3 separate regions of the Mus musculus genome follow, and all the other regions are linked to region 3. The links are chromatin contacts, called in public promoter capture Hi-C maps. All regions are on one chromosome and are shown on one strand. The core of a region is the stretch at or near the end of the contact, and the rest is flanking DNA. Distances in the headings are between cores, read along the strand shown. Region 1 overlaps Lpp (LIM domain containing preferred translocation partner in lipoma). Region 2 overlaps Lpp (LIM domain containing preferred translocation partner in lipoma). Region 3 holds the start of Lppos (LIM domain containing preferred translocation partner in lipoma, opposite strand).

Region 1 (3,409 bases), core at 691-3,190, 230 kb after region 3:
GGTGTCTGTAACATCAAAAAGAATGTGCTCACTTCTGTCAGTCCTTGCCCATTTATATGGTGATCACCTTGTTCTAGGTATGCATCTTCAACTTGAAATACTTTATTATCACCAGTATTGTCACCATGACATGTTTCCTTCATACTACATTTATTCAATGATCCATCCCACATTTCACTTTTACCAACAGAGTTACAGTCTATAAACTCATTTAAAAATATTTATTTAGTTACTTTACATCCCAGTCTCCCAGCCCCTTGACTCCTTCCAGTACCCCTGCTTACATGAGGCAATGAACTTGGACTCTTTTGGGCTTCCCTAGACTAAAGGTTCAAGCAAGCGCTCACAGGGCTGCTTGTTAAGTTTTAGGTTGTTCAACCTTTGACCTAGGTTATCTTGTTTGCCAGTTCAGATATCTCTTAGTACTTTGATATTTCCTTTTTCTTTTTATGAAAATAGGATAATTATGTCTCTCCTCTGTCTGTATCAGTCACTTGTAATGTTCCTATCATAGTTACACAGCATCGGGACTTGTGTATAGAGGACCAAATCCACAGGCTGGCTGGAAAAGTGATCATGTCTTTGGAAGCTTGCATGATCTCAGTACAGAGGCAGCAGTAGCTGTTGCTCTCTGACCCTTTGCTGCTTTGGTCTTTGGTGTGTGTTTGGAGCATTTCCCATCCATAAACACCTGGAGTAGACGCATGATGAGGACTCCTTCCTAAAATGTAGGAAAGTCTCTGAAGCAACCTATGGGAACAGACACATAACTCAAAGCCTGATGTTTAAGCACAAGTTTGATCAAGTAAAGATGCTTTTACAGTGTGCTTGACAATGTTGGTCTTCTCTCTTAGCATGCCCTGGATTCAGATTTTTGATATAGATTTTTATGTGTTCCATCCATTGCATAATTTGAAACACACACACACACACACACACACACACACACACACACACACCAGGTCTCTTAGCTTCTTAATAATTTTATTATTTCATAGATCTGCAGACATAATTCCATTAAATAGAGGACTCTTCTGAGAAATCTTTTGCTAATGGTAAATTTAAAGCTTTTTGTTGTTGTTGTTGTTGTTTTCTGATCACATTTCTCTGGGTTGAATTAATCCATATATAAACATTACTAGTTTTATAGTGAAATTGCCATCTGCCATCATGTTGTCTTATCCTTCAACATGGTCTAGCTGAGACCAGGTCCAAATCTTGGCTAAGTCTCTGTCTGGTGACTATAGAGAATCTTCATTCTTTTGTACAACGAATTTGGCACATATTATCATGCCATTAAGTGGAAGTGGTTTTGGAAGTGGAAGGAGAATAAAGCTGGAGCCCCAGGGGAGGATGGAGACTTGGAGAATGATGGGTACCATGCAGGTGGCATCAGACCACCCTTACTACCACTGCTTTTCCCACTCTTTGAAGAATAATGGTTTCTCCTAACTACTTAGAGCCTTTTCAAGTTTGGCTTTGTTCTGAACAGCACTCCTAGATCGTCTTCATGCATGCTCAGTATAAAAGACTGTGGGTGGGAAAGATCTACCAGGCTTAATGCTGATGTTTTGTCTTAGTAACACTGACTAGAAGGTGGCATGCAGCCAGATAGGGTTAACAGGACATCAGGGAGGTTGTGGAAATGTGTGAAAATGGACAAAACACACCAGTAATCACAATAGTTACCAAACAATGGGCTAGTTTTCTCAGTTGTCAAAACAGTGTGACAGAACAACTCAGCTTCATTTCCATCCAGATCTAAACTGTAGGATGGTGCTATTCACTTTCAGCAATTGTTTGACAATGGTTTACTCCTGAAAGACATGGAATCAAATTGTTTCCACAAAACACAAATTTAGTTATGTTATAAAATTGACCTTTGGATGTCTACTCTGTGTTCCCTGTCAGCAGTCCCATGGGTTAATGTTTTACTTGTTCTTTCTCCAAAGTCTTTGCACAGTGTATGTTCACATGCTTAAGTGTATCTAGTTTACTAGTGAGATCTCATTAAGCATGTTCCGGTTTCTTGTTATATCCTTTTTATAGCATTATTACAGCTTGGCACTAACATTTTTTGTTTTGAAACAAATTAAATTGAAACTCAGACAGATAATAAACAAGCTATCCAAGGTCTTGTGGCTTACAAAAAAAAATGGAGACTTTGATTTGAGTACAGCTATGTCTAAATGCCAGTTCCATAGTCTAATGTTCCGACTTGTAAAGTCTGTGTAAGAATTTTTTTGTTGAGTGTGCACACACTGAACTATGGATAACTGTGTGGCTATAGGTAGATAGATATCAAAATTGGAAGGGAACAAATTTGTTTTTGAAAGTGTGTCAGAGTGGAACCCAGCCAGGACAACTTCAATTTTGATAAAAATTAAAACCTTAAAGGAATGAATGGAATTTGAGTAATAAAAGCTCACAGTGATGGTGACGGAAACTGTCAGCCTGCTGTCTTTGTAAAGATGTTATAGATTATCCTATGTGAGCTTGCTTTGAAGCTTTGAATGTAGAAAAGGTAACTGAAAATGTCTATTGTTTAGAAATGTTGTAACTGTGTGTGTGTGTATGTGTGTGTGTGTGTATGTGTGTGTGTATGTGTGTGTGTATGTGTGTGTATGTGTGTGTATGTGTGTATGTGTGTATATGTGTGTGTATGTGTGTATATGTGTGTGTATGTGTGTGTATGTGTGTGTGTATGTGTGTGTGTGTATGTGTGTGTATGTATGTGTGTATGTGTGTGTGTGTATGTGTGTGTGTATGCGTGTGTATGTGTTTGTATGTGTATGTGCTCTTGCATGCTCATGCCTTTGAATGTGTTTCTGTGTGTCTTTATAACTCATGGAATTCAGTTCTCTTTGATGCTTTGGTTTTGTTGATTACATTCAGGTCAACAAGCTTTGTGCTTCTACCTCCAGGGCCCATCTTGAGAGCCCAATAAAAAAATCCCAGGTTGACTCTTCGATGGAGGAATTGATAGAAAAGTAGATTAAATGGTTGCATCTTTCCAGCTGTCTGAAGGAAATATCAATCCAGGATAGCAATGATCCCCCTTGAGAATCTTTACTCGTATCTTATATATTTTACTGTCTTCTCCTTGATTTCTTGGTCTGTTCAGAGGTCTCCTTTTGTAAGAAACTCCTAACTCTTCCTGAAGCTTTAACCACTGGGGTAAATGGGTGGGCAAGCTGAATAGGAGACTCAGGGAAGGGAACTGAAGCCCAACACTTAGTTGTACACACATTGAGCAAACACATGGGTTTTTCATGTTTTCTGCCCTGAGCTGGTTAGGATTGGAAACAGAAAAATGTAATCTTTGCCTGGCTCTTTATAGTAGTAAAGGAATAAGAAATTAAAGCCTGACCAAGAAGGATCTTAAGAGACCTTATCCAAGATGGAGAGA
Region 2 (3,354 bases), core at 486-2,985, 250 kb after region 3:
CCATTTTTGCAGGGTGTTTATTGATCTTGTGGCTTTTGCCTTGGGGCATGGTGTGGGAAAGTTTAAGAGTAAAAATTTTAATTCTGAGTGACTTCTCTGGTTGGGTGAAGTGACAGACTGGTCTGTGTCTATTGTAGCTATTATATATATTTAAAATATTTAGTCAAATGAACCATATTAGCATTAGTGAGTCTATTGTATTGTCAGTAGAGTTCTGCTCTTAATTATAAACTATTTTAAGATATAGATAGAAGCACAGGTATATATAGCCAATACTTCATTAAGGTTAGTGGTTTCTCTGATTTCCTCAGTCTAGGTTATAAGATTCTGTGTGGTAAGCACAGAAGGTGTTTGCTTTTAACCAAATTACCTAGAAAATAGAGAGGGAGGCAGAAGTTTATATTCTTAGAATGAGGAAACCCAAGTGAGGTGTTTCTAATATAGAGGCAGAGAGCAGACAGACAGTACATAGCATAGCATAGCATAGCATAGCATAGCATAGCATAGCATAGCATAGCATTGATTGCTGTGGTCTCATTACATCTTCATAAAAGCTTCCTGAGCAAGGGTGTTCTCAGTGATCCACTTGGGGAAGCAAGAAGAGTTAATGTGGGTCCCCACTTTCCCTGCTCACACGGCGCTGAGTTTCCCAGGCTTTTGTAGAAGTATGCTTTTAGTTCCTCCTGTGTCATTGTGACCACTTTTTGTAACAACTTGACTCATAGCATCCCAGGGAGGCTTGCCATTCTTTAGGGCTGGGAAGGCATAGTGGGGCAGCTCAGCCTGTGGCTGTGCATCATGGGATACAGGCCTTTCCATGTTGCTGACCACGAGGCGCACAGAGGTAGAACATAACCATGTCTTCCATCAGTCAGGTCTCAGTTCCTCACAGCTCTATAGCTTCAAAATCCCGATAAAGTGAAGCAAAGGGTTCAAGAATGATTCTGTGGAGACATTTCCCACTCAGATGATGGCACCATGATAAGGGAAAACCTTAAAATATTTGTCCAAAGGGCTTATCTGCCTAACAGACCACCGGAAATGAGATGACATTTCCCATTAAGCCTGATTCTAGATCCTTACACCCAGTTGTTCCTAATAGATCCATAACCCTGGCTTACTTGGGTCCTCTGATCAGATGCATGGGTGTTCTGTTGCATGGATCTCCTTGTAAGCTAAAGAGATCCCTGGTTATGTGTCCCTGTTCTGTATTAGGTGCCAGTTTCTCACGGTTCTCTCTCATACTCACGTCTCCTTTGCTTGTGTCAAGGAGCTGCTGCTGAAGAGATGGGTGGCAGTTTCATTGCAGCAGCTTGATGAAGTGACTTTCTGCACACAGAGTGAATTAGTTGGCATGTCACAATTCTGGCTTTATTTTCCCTTGTCCCATGATAGGATTTTTTTTTTTTTAAAACAAACAATTGCCTAATCAGGTAACTCACATCTTATCCAAACAGCATTAACTTTGTGTGTGTGTGTGTGTGTCTGTGTGTGTGTGTGAGTGTGTGTGATTCTGTTAGCGTTTTTGAATTTTATGTATTATGCGCATATATACTAGTGTTACCTTTACATTTGGGGTGTCTTTTAATTTTGCTGTAATTTGCAAGTATAATCAAGTTCATTTCAATTTGCTTTGAAGTTATTAATCTGTTGATGGAGGTTGAAGGTCTAAGTGGATTTGAAATGACTTCCCGTGTGCCATGTGCTGACTCAGTAGCTCACACTGCCTCTCTTCCTGTGTGTTCACTGTACGTCTGTTCCCCTCACACCTGCTATGCCTGCATAACTCTTAACCTTTCCGGTTGCATTTGCCCTGCCTTCCCTGCAGTTTCTTTACTAGTGAAGAGCCTCACTTTCTGCTATGCCTCACTGTGCTGGGTCCCTGCCTCCTCGGGGGTATTAGTGTGTTCTGTGGCCCTACCTGTGTTCAGAATAGAGACACTGCTCCTCTGCCCCTGCTGTTTGGTAATGCGGACTGTGGAACCTTAACATATGGCCTCATCAGTAATAAACTCCCCTGAGAAGCCATGTCAGCCACTTGCTCCCCAGAATGTCCTCATGAAACATCCTTGGCAGGGTAGCACTAACACTCGGGGCTTTCTGTAGCACTGCCCTTTTTTTTCTAAATAACAACAACACACAAAAACAAAACAAAACAAAACAAAACATAAAACAGTGTTTCCCTGTGTAATAATTCCCTTTCCTAGTTCCTGGCCCTCACTTGTGAGTACCTTTAACCCAGTATCTGAGTTGAGGTGTTGGGAATATGTAAAACCTGATTATTTTCCCTATTGGCATCTCCTTATTCAAATGATGAGAAATCTGTGAATCTGCTCATGCCTTGGGGGTTTCTTCTATATACTCTCTGATACTGAAATTTTGACAAAAAACGGGTTGAGTTTCATACTTTCCAAACATGAATTTTGTCCTTGGAAAATGGAATGAGTCATCTTCTTTATGTAGTAGAGATAATTCCCTGACATGTGATATGCTAGCTGCTAGTCATGATTTTGAGTTTTAGTTTATATCTAATTTATATGAATTAACATGAAGTAGAATTTACAATTAGTTCCATCGACTCTCTGTGTTTTAGGCGATGACTCCCATGCTCATCGCATGCTGGGCTGTTTAGAACATCCCATTTAAAACAAATTTGTATTGTCCAGTGGCGATAGAATGGACTCCATAGAGGACAGTTAGGGAACTGGAGGAACCAGTCTTCAGGTGTGTCTTACTGCTTTCTCTAAGCTTAGTTCAAACAATATTGGCCTGTATTGGTAATCAATAAGATACTGAGATACTTTGTTTTCAAGATACTTTCGTTTTTTGTTTTTTGTTTTTTTTTTTAACGTAGGCACCAAAAACCAAAACAAAACAGAAAACTCTGTAGGATAAATCCTCGCTGGCACAGAAGATCAACACTTAGACTTGTTTTATAACCGAGAGGATTAAGAGTACAACACCGCCCAATCCCTAGAATATCAGAGAAACAAAGGCCACAGGTGTTTGAGAGCTTTGTCAGGAGTGCTGTTTCTAGAAATGTGTCCTTCTCATGTTTATGCCCCTGCTGGCTTGGGATGAGAAGTTGTTGGGAATCCTAGAATGTTAAGACCCCTGTCCTCAGAAGATTTCTATATCATAGCCTCGTTCCAATCCAGTCTGAGGCATACGAACAAAAGCTTTCCTATTAAAATGAAGAGATCAACAAAGTAAGTAGATGGTAAATGAATGACATCATTTGTTTGTTTGTTTGTTTGTTTGTTATATAGAGTCAGAAGCTGTGGTTGATACACTCTGGTATTTATTTTTGGGAGAACGATTTTGCCTGATGGTTTGACAGAAATGCCAGGACAG
Region 3 (3,400 bases), core at 845-3,344:
ACAGCACTCTTACAATGTGTATGATTGAGGAAATGAATGACTCTAATTATACCTTATTAAATTTTATTAATCCTCATTAGAACTCTATTATTCTTTATAAGTGGGTTACTGAGAAGGGAGTAAAGGAAGCAAGGGATGCTGGTCAAGTTCTGTTATACCTAAACGAGCAATGGATGACTTCCATTGCAGTAGCACAGAGGGCACGCATTGGCTGAAATGCTTAGGGTAGAGTGAATACACTGATCTCTTAAAAAGCCGGACCCCTGGGAGCCTGTTTCCCGTGGAACGCACAGGTACCCGTGTTCTCTCCTGCTGTAATCCTACTTTTGAGTGTGTGTAGCTGGAAAACTTGGGAGGGCAAAGGGGTTAAGCAGTTTGGCCCCAGAAGTGTTTGAATTTTGAAGACTGCCGGAGAAATGTTCAATACATGTTAAGTACAGGAGTACGTACTTTGACACTTAGTCCGAAAGGTTCATCAAAATATAACCGGAGAAGAGGCACGTTGGAGCGTCCCCACCCCTGAAGTCCCTGGTGTACTTTTTCTGTCTGCATGACTGAGTTAGGCTGTAGAAGGTGAGGGCCCACGGTGGTGGAAGGTGGCTTGAGAGTGGGAAGGTCAGGGGCATGCTCAGACAGCTGTGTTGTGCAGGTCATGTTATGGTATTTTCCTTAGATCCTACCCAACCCAATCAAAGACCAGAATGGGTGGTTGTGTTATTAGCATGGGTTGAAGTTGTTTGGGAGACTGGGGTAAAGCAAAGGATACAGGATAGAAACACCCACACCCCCACCCACACACCCACACCCAAATCTGTGTTTTTGGTTAGTTTGTGACAGTGTCTATGTAAACCTCTCTTGTGCCGGGATGAAAAGCGTTCACTACTGAGGGCCAGAGGGCTTCCAGTGTCTCCTAGCCGGAATCTTAACCTAGTAAAAGGGGTTCTCATCGTTGCTCACTTTTACAAATATCAAACACAAAATATCCAAACCCAACCTTCCAAGAACAGGCTTGTCTTTATTCAAACCAGTTCACCCAGTTCGTGTATTTTCTTTTTTTAAGCTGTAAGAACAGAGCAAGCTTTCTGGTTGGTTTTCCGGCAGGGCAGGGTTGGGAAGCAAAAGTTAAACTCCAAAGGTTCTTGTCTTTGAACAAAGGACAGGAAGTTGCCCTGAAGCACTCGATTGCCATTGTTTCTCAAGGCTTGTCAACCACAACCTTCCAGGAACTGGGGTTAGTCACTTCAGTGGGTCAAGTCATCTGCCTAGCTCTAACTTGGGTCTAAGCTCACAGTTAGAGGCCGGGTCGTGCCTGGAGGCGGAAACCCAGCTAAGAGTAGAATACTGGCTCCTCTCCACGGGGCAGGACTGGGTCAGGTCCCAGCTTCGGAGCTCTCCTGTGCGAAGGGAACTGAAGTTGCTCTCTACCATCCCGGACTTCTGAGTCCTGCTGGAGTCCTGGGCGGGGCTCCGACGAGGCTCTTAGGGTGGGGGGTGGGGTGTTCCATGGCAGGATCTCTTTGCTCAAGCTCAGCTTTCCAATCTGTCGTCTGCAGAACAGACCCGAGTTGTGCCGGTTTCTCGACTTCCTCCTGCATCTCCTTCCTCTTCCTCCAGTGGAGGCAGATCCCTCTTTTCCTTCCTCTTCCCATGCTCCCTGTACCCCCTCCTCCCCCCGCGTCCCCTCCTCCAGGAAGTGCATTGCCCAGGGTCACCCACCTCGAGCCGCCGCTGCCCCCCGCGCCCCCTCCCCGTCCGGCTAGTGCGGCGGCCCGCGGGCACACGCCTCCCCATACCTTACATGGACAAATGCGTGCAGGCAAAGTCAGGAATTCAGGCCCCTGACGTCAGCCTCCAGCGCTCAGGGCACCGCACGGGAGACCGCGGGGAGGGGGTGGGGAGGAAGGAGGGGGAGAGCACCAACCAGCAGCCACTCCCGGCCTGCTGCTGAAGTTTCACTTTTTGTCTGTGGGTTCGCTCCCGGGGCCCGCTCGAGCTTTCCCGGGATAAGTAGCGTTAGCGGCGGGGGAGAGCCGGCCGCTGCAAGGTAAGGGCCGGCAGCGGGGCCGGGCACCGGGGAGGACGCGGGCCGGGCGGAGCGGGCCGCTGCGGGCCGCGGGCCGGGCCGGGACAATGGGAGGGGGAGTGCCCGGCACCTCCTCCTCCGCCCGAGCCTCCGCCTCCAGCCGTCGCGGCCGCCGCTGCCCGGTCCACCTCCTCCCCCAGGTATCGTAGCGAAGGCTTCCTCCCGCAGCCTCGGCCCGCGGGCGCCGCTCGACCCCCCGACCCCCCGGGGGACGGGCCGCTGAGGGTGGTGGGGAGCGCGGGGCGCCCTGCTCCGCCCCGCCCGCCGCGGAAGTGCGGGTCCCCGGCCGGGAAGCGGGGGTGCACGCCGTGGGGGAGGGGCGGATGCGGGAGTCCCCAGCGCGCCCCCGGCCCGGGCCTTTCTGGGTGCCCAGGGGGCGGGGCCGCGCCCGGTGGCTTCGAGCTTTCGTGGAATCCCAGTTGTCACCGCGGAAAGGGCCTAGGGACCCAGTGACTCGGAGTCTTCCCATTTTACAGTCAGGGCAGGCGAGGCAAAGAGAGGCAGGCTTTCCTGGAAGTCATCCCTGGAAGGTGGAGCCAGGTTAAGATCGGTGGCTCCGGACCTCTGCTCCCCTGCTGCCTTTTTAAAATTTTTTAAAAAATTTATTAATTAATTTATCTTTTTGTAAGCGGTTGTGGAGTCTCCACTGCTTTTAAGCACTGTAGGTTACAGAGGCCAAACTTTGCCCTCTGGGAGCGCTCACTGGAACGCAGGAGCCTAACCTGACTCAAAGTAGGAAGGGCCAAATCCTGGAGAGAACGCAAAGATCAGGTTTTTTTATGGGAGTTCGCGGAAGGACTTTTCTTATTTTGGCCTCCATGGCCGGACCCGAAATCCCAGAGGGGCCTGTGATTGACTCCTTTGAAGGATAGGGAGTTTTCTTAAGTAAAAAAGGCGAGGCCTTTCGTGTCAGGGAGGCAGCTGCAGACCAGAGAAGGCTAAATAAGGGTGGGGAGTGGGCGTGGGTGGAATTGTGTTCGTGGCTTGGGGTGGGAGTATGACAGGAGACCGTGTCAGTGGAGTTGTGGCTTGGGTACTTGGACAGGGCAGTGTAAACTGTTTCTGGCCTTCTTTCTCTTTAGGAAGGGGGTCCACTGCTTCCCCTCCCCCACAAGGAAGGCCTGGCAAGAGCTCTCCGCGGATCCTTTCTGGGACTCTCCTGTTTCTATACACTCCCTTTGCAAACTTGCCTCTGCAGTAAAACTTTTTCTCAAAGATGTTAGTGACTTAATGGTTCACTGTTTTCACTATTCCCGGCACAAGCGAGTTTTCAGACAAGCTTTAGGGGAAGAGGGAAAGTGTACAGGGCTACTGTAG

Evidence for each region. Promoter capture Hi-C pulls out the DNA fragments that hold promoters and counts their contacts.
Region 1: a contact with region 3 is called in a promoter capture Hi-C map of liver, with 4 times the contacts expected there. The contact joins the enhancer-like site here to the promoter of Lppos in region 3. A contact is called at or near these places in 7 of 39 promoter capture datasets (the 3T3-L1 cell line, the C10 cell line, liver and 2 more), 1 of 15 datasets of contacts at CTCF or cohesin (pro-B cells), 21 of 484 Hi-C or Micro-C datasets (the 3T3-L1 cell line, B cells, the BV-2 cell line and 13 more), 12 of 115 datasets of contacts at active chromatin or transcription factors (the 230-238 cell line, CD8 T cells, bone marrow-derived dendritic cells and 8 more) and 2 of 9 other capture datasets (liver and macrophages).
Region 2: a contact with region 3 is called in a promoter capture Hi-C map of liver, with 4 times the contacts expected there. The contact joins the enhancer-like site here to the promoter of Lppos in region 3. A contact is called at or near these places in 8 of 39 promoter capture datasets (3T3-L1-derived adipocytes, the C10 cell line, cranial neural crest and 4 more), 11 of 484 Hi-C or Micro-C datasets (B cells, the C10 cell line, CD4 T cells and 6 more), 7 of 115 datasets of contacts at active chromatin or transcription factors (the 230-238 cell line, CD8 T cells, bone marrow-derived macrophages and 3 more) and 2 of 9 other capture datasets (adipose tissue and liver).

Annotation. Positions count from the first base shown.
Region 1 is chr16:24,620,816-24,624,224 of GRCm38.p6, forward strand. The region is part of intron 5 of Lpp (LIM domain containing preferred translocation partner in lipoma); the gene reads left to right. Among named protein-coding and RNA genes, the nearest start is that of Mir28a, 210 kb to the right of the region's middle. Within about 2 kb of position 1,941, at least 15 of the 459 cell types and tissues checked have an H3K27ac peak or open chromatin away from gene starts, as enhancers often do. A contact at or near this core is called in liver, where this site is marked.
Region 2 is chr16:24,639,811-24,643,164 of GRCm38.p6, forward strand. The region is part of intron 5 of Lpp (LIM domain containing preferred translocation partner in lipoma); the gene reads left to right. Among named protein-coding and RNA genes, the nearest start is that of Mir28a, 190 kb to the right of the region's middle. Within about 2 kb of position 1,736, at least 25 of the 459 cell types and tissues checked have an H3K27ac peak or open chromatin away from gene starts, as enhancers often do. A contact at or near this core is called in B cells, CD8 T cells, Th1 cells and 3 more, where this site is marked.
Region 3 is chr16:24,391,561-24,394,960 of GRCm38.p6, forward strand. Lppos (LIM domain containing preferred translocation partner in lipoma, opposite strand) reads right to left here and starts at 2,095. Exons shown (of 2, transcript NR_037954.1): 1 at 1,794-2,095; 2 at 996-1,547. Lpp (LIM domain containing preferred translocation partner in lipoma) reads left to right here and starts at 1,790. Exons shown (of 13, transcript NM_178665.5): 1 at 1,790-2,044.